Regions from separate parts of the Sus scrofa genome. Here region 1 is linked to region 2. The links are chromatin contacts, called in public Hi-C maps. All regions are on one chromosome and are shown on one strand. The core of a region is the stretch at or near the end of the contact, and the rest is flanking DNA. Distances in the headings are between cores, read along the strand shown. Region 1 holds the start of PSMD10 (26S proteasome non-ATPase regulatory subunit 10). Region 2 holds the start of MORC4 (MORC family CW-type zinc finger protein 4).

What was found. Hi-C and Micro-C count contacts between places; a contact is called where the count stands out from the background.
Region 1: a Hi-C map of subcutaneous adipose tissue shows a contact between it and region 2, with 2.2 times the contacts expected there. The contact joins the promoter of PSMD10 here to the promoter of MORC4 in region 2. A contact is called at or near these places in 2 of 47 Hi-C or Micro-C datasets (embryonic fibroblasts and subcutaneous adipose tissue).

The regions. Positions count from the first base shown.
Region 1 is chrX:88,547,188-88,549,887 of Sscrofa11.1, reverse strand. PSMD10 (26S proteasome non-ATPase regulatory subunit 10) reads left to right here and starts at 1,295. Exons shown (of 5, transcript XM_001926907.5): 1 at 1,295-1,480. The coding sequence starts at 1,367. It overlaps ATG4A (cysteine protease ATG4A), which reads right to left. Exons shown (of 14, transcript XM_021079700.1): 2 at 1,057-1,233.
Region 2 is chrX:87,426,016-87,428,715 of Sscrofa11.1, reverse strand. MORC4 (MORC family CW-type zinc finger protein 4) reads left to right here and starts at 1,420. Exons shown (of 15, transcript XM_021079789.1): 1 at 1,420-1,807; 2 at 1,925-1,997. The coding sequence starts at 1,706.

The sequences.
Region 1 (2,700 bases), core at 46-2,545, 1.1 Mb before region 2:
TTGCCTTTTGGTCCACAAAGTCTAAAATATTTATTATCTGGCTCTTTATAGAACCACATTCTACACCACAGCAGGGTAAATATAAACGTAAGCAGTCTCTTTCTTGAGTGCATTCTTTTTTTTTTTTTTTTTTTGTCTTTTTGTCTTTTCAGGGCCGCACCCACAGCATATGGAGGTCCCAGGAGGTCCCAGGCTAGGGGTCGAAACAGAGCTACAGCTGCCGGCCTACCCCACAGCCACAGCAACAGCAATGCCAGATTCGAGCCGCGTCTGCAGCCTCTACCACAGCTCAGGGCAACGTCGGATCCTTAACCCACTGAGCGATGCCAAGGATCGAACCTGCAACCTCATGGTTCCTAGTCGGATTCGTTTCCGCTGCGCCACGACAGGAACTCCGAGTGTATTCTTATTATTACCTGGTTTTGGCATGATGTCCTTCTGGATATGTCCTATAAAGGATAAGCCTTGCATCTCTTCTGCTATGGCACTATTTAGGATTTCTATAAATAGAAACACTATTAGTTTAATAGTTCTAGTAAAGCCTCAGTGTCATCTTCACTATCATGATATTAAAGAGCCAACACCATACCACAGTGTCAAGATGACCCTCATCAAGTTGTGATGTCACCAGGCCATGAACTCACCGAGATCTCTCAGATATCAAGTGGCTCCTATGGCATCACACCCTGCCTTTGGCATCACCCTGGCACATCACCTTACTACGGTGTCATATGCTCTCACTACTGTTACTGAATTTTGCCCTAATGCCACTCCGCCGAGATGTCAGAATAACTGACCCCTAATTAATTCCATTCCTTTGGCGGTGGCAGCAGCGAGGGGTAAGGTGGCCACAGGCACCGGTTCGAGTTCTGAAGGTAGTGTTCAGTTACTACCGTTTTCCCTTCCGCTTACCACTGCAAGTCAGGGCCCCCGAGGGACAGGACTTTTAGGCTCCCATAACCCTCTCACCGTGATTCCGCACCCATTTGGCGTCACCGACTCAATGCCTCAACTGCGACCACCCACCCCAGTTCCACAAGAAGCCGCTCCCCGTACCTGACTCCATTCTCCAGCTGTCATCCTGGGCCAATTCCACCGGCCACTTGACTACGGCGGCCGCAAGGGACCCTGGGACTCGTAGTTCCGCGGTGCTAGGGGCCGAGTTGGAGAGAGCGGGAAAGGCGCCTCCCCTCCCGGAACTGCGCTCGAACTTCAACTCCCAGAGGCGCCCTGCTATGGGAAAAGAAGCAAAGGAACGAGGGAGATCGGTGATTGGTGGATTCTACTGGCTTTTTTGATTGGCAGTGGGAGCCGGCGACGTGAGGCGGTCTTTGGTCTGGCTTCACCGAGATCCTGGGAAAGCGAAATGGAGGGGTGTGTGTCTAACCTAATGGTCTGCAACCTGGCCTACAGCGGAAAGCTGGAAGAGTTGAAGGAGAGGATCCTGGCCGATAAATCCCTTGCCACTAGGACTGACCAGGTAAAACAGCGCTGGGGCCTCTCCGCAGGCGGCGGCGGTGGCTGCGGAGCCCAACGTGGCCGCGGAGCCCAACGTGGCTGCCCGGCCCAGCCCAGCCCAGCCCATCCCATCCCAGGGGGAGGCCGGTTCCGAGAAGGCTAGATCCCCTCCCCCGCCGCCCCATCCTTACCCCAGGGTCATCTCAGGCCTTGAGATCAGGCGGCCGGAGCTAGCCCTGCAGACCGTCACTGTTTTTCTGTTTGTTTGCGGGTTTTTTTTTCCCCCCAGTACTTAGCTTGCTGCATATTGGATATTTCTAGAACGTTTAGCGCGTTTCTCAAAAATGCCCCATCTTTGAGTTATCCGTGAGAAGGAAAGTTTTTGGTGTTTTGAAACGTGTTTCCTTGCATTCATTGGTGATTTTACTCAATGGAACACTTGTAACTGAACTCCTCTTCTGTGCCTGGCAGTTTGCTGGGAGCTGGGGATACAGTCGAATGGAAGGGGCAGACGTTAATAAAATAATCCCCAATCATATCCAATCATAGATAGTGGTAAATACCCGGGAGGGAAGTTGACGTGGTGCTTTCAGAAGCACCTGTCATAGAAGGACCTGATTTAATCTCGATTAGAAAAGCCAAATGTTGTCGTAACTGAAAAGGCTTTGCAAAGGAGGGAAGGTTGGTTTTATTTTGGAAGGATGAGTGAGATTTCCCCGCGGATGAACGGACATTCTAGGCAGAGGTGGAACGGGAGTGGACCTTGGGAAGTGTTTGTTTCTGCCCACCTGCTTAAAGGACCCACATACTTCAAGATTCACGGTGCCCTCAGCAAACCAACAAATATTTATAGATTGCCTCCTATAGGACAGGTATCGTGCTAAGCACGTACTTACAAATCTCCATTTTGTGTCTTTGGAAAGAGAGTTAGAAATCAGAAGACTTTTTTCTGGAACTTTCCTTTATTGCTCAACCTGAAAATGCCTTTGCCTAGTTTACCATCGTTTTGGTCTGGTAATATTTAATACTTTCGATTTAATTTAACAATATTAAGTTAAGATTTAATAATATTTCTAACCATTCTTCATCAAATGAATGGCATAAAAATGGGAGAAACTATTCAAGATCAAAAGACAAGAAACACAACAAACAGTTGCAACTTAAGGACCATGTATGGATCATGACTGAAACAAAGCCAGCTGCAGGAGAGTTGGGGAAATCTGAATAAAGACTGGGTATTTG
Region 2 (2,700 bases), core at 171-2,670:
CTGAAGTCTATAGGGCAAAAATGACATGATGTTTGAGATTTTCTCTAAAGTACTTAGAGAAATTTGCAAAAGAAGAAAAGTCCTGATAATTTTTGAATCCGAGTAATAAGTACCTGGGGATTCATGAAATCATAATCTGTATTTTGTGTATTGAAAAAAATTTATGATGCTAAAAAAAGACAAATGCAAAGGACCCAATGGGAGTAAATAATGCGCAAAGGATTTAAATATACAATAGATATTTGAGACGATATTGAGCTACACTGAAAAGGCAATGCAAATTAAAACAATAAGGAGATAGTAGACAGATTGGCAAAAAGTTAAAAGATCAAAACCATCTAGTGCTATGAATGTGGGTGGCAAAATAGCCAGGTGTTTCTCGCAGGGCAAATTTCTAGGAGGACAAATGCCTCTGTCTTACAGTATTTATTAAGAGTAAACTGCACACACACTAATAGACACAACAATATTCTGTAGAAACAACTGTACCAGAAATTCATGATCTGTACATGAGGATGTCTGAGGCAGCACTATTTTTATTGGCAAGAAAAACAATACCACCATGAAATATCACAGAGGAATAGTCAAATAAATAAAGGTTCATCTCTACCAGGTAACTTTTTAAAAAAAAAATTAAAAATCTTTTTTTCTGTAATCTGTATGTGGTTAATAGTACAAGGACTAGAAAATACAAATAAGAAAAAAAAATGAAAAGAAAAAGATTAATAATTCCAGACCTGGAGGTATCATCTTAGAATACATCATTTCAGGTGTTTCTCACTGTAGAGGGTGTGTGAGAAAGAGAGGAGAGAATACATACATATGTATGTATGTATATATGTACTCGTTTTTTCAACATAAAAGATATCGCATTACACAGTATGTGCTAACCTCCTTTCCTTTATTCCCTCATGAAAATTTTCCACACGAATAAATTTTCATCCACAAAAATGGTCTTTAAGAACTACACAGTATTCCATTTTATGGATACTGCATAACCTAACCCATCCCCTCTTTTGGGGCATTTAAGTGCATTCCAATTTCTCCTTTTATAAACAACCTCCCTGCACGCTTGCAAAGCTTTGAAGATGATTTGCCAATTGCCTTCTGGAAAGTTCTGGCTGCTTCTGGAGGCATTTGAAGCAAAATAGTCCGAATGCTTTCCCATCACGCGAGCCTGCTATCGCCCCAGATAGCAAAACTGTGGTCTTTAGAACTTGTAAGACTTGTCTTATCCTGCCCGTTAGTCACGCCGCCTTACTGGGACTCTGTTCCAGAAATCCCGACACCCTCCCGCCCCTCCCCACGCGACCGCCCCTCCCCACGCGCCCGCCCCTCCCCCGCGCTTTCCCGCTCGGCGGCCTGGCCTATGGCAAACGCCAAGAATTAATTAGGGGCGGGGATCAAGGAGCGGCTGTCAGGAGGTCGCCATATTTCTGTACGGCCCCGCGGCCCGCCCGGCAGTCGGCGGGTCGGGAGAGGTGCTGACAGGGCGGGGCCACCGCGCGGCTCTGCCGGCCTCACCCCTCCCGCCCCGGACAGGTGGCTGGAGCGCGCCCCGCCCCCGCCAGCTGCGGGTGGGAGCGAGGGAGGGCCAGTCCCGGACGGCCGCCGCCAGCTGCGAGCGGGAGCGAGCGAGGGCCAGTCCGGGACGGCCGGGCGAGGAGTCCGGCGGCAGCAAGCGAGTATCGTGGCGGCCAAAAAAATGCTCCTGTACCGAGGGGCCCCCGCGGGCCCTGGCGCGCCGGGTAGCGCGCTGGCAAGGCCGGGCGGCGGCCCGCAGGCCTTCGGGATCCGCCTGAGCACGGTAGGTCGGGGGCCCGAGGGGGCGGACGCGCGCGCGGGCCCCGGGGCTGCGGGGGGCGCGCGGGAGGGCCCGGCGGGCCGAGGCCTCACGCGGGACGGGACCTTCTCTCGCCCCCAGATGAGCCCCCGCTACCTCCAGAGCAACTCCAGCAGCCACACGCGACCCTTCAGTGCCATCGCGGAGCTGCTAGGTGAGTGGTGAGGGCGGGCCTGGCAGCGATCGCCCGAGGCAGCGGTGCCAACGTGGTGCCGCGGACGCGAGAGGAATGTGCGGAGCCGCGCGGGGCGGGCCGGGGCTGGGGTGGGGGCGTCGGGACCGGCCCCGGTTCCGCAAGCGGAGGAGGGGGTTGGCTCTGTTGCCACGGACGAGGTTCCGCGGAGAAAGCTGAGGAAACAAGGTGTGTCTCAAGAGTTAGGAATCCCGTGTAGTCTTTCAGGCTCGTGATGTTCGGGGCACTCTAGGATAGGTTAGTTAATAATCAAAAGGAGATGCATAAAAATGTCGAGCCCCGAGGCAGCTGGGCTCCACGGGGACCGGCGACAGCCGGAGGGCGCCGAGATTGCAAAGGGGCATGAAGAAAGGTCTGGAAAACTGGAGTTCTTTAACTTTGGGGACTTGAGCGTCTGGGAATGATGGGACATCTCTTAAGAGATGACACGAGTGCATTTGGCTCCCTGCGTCTGCCGAGGGCTGGGTCCGTGGTCCACGAGCGCCCTCACACCGCTGGAATGAATACTGAGCACTTAACCTCTCGCTCCACCAATGTTTGCTTTTAAAGCGTTTTCAGTTGATCCCTGGAAGCCAAGTACACCAGCTTTTGCAGTAGTGTGCTAAATACTGTGTGGAGAGCAAAGAAGAAAAACATTCCTGGACAAAATGCAGCAGCAGAGCGA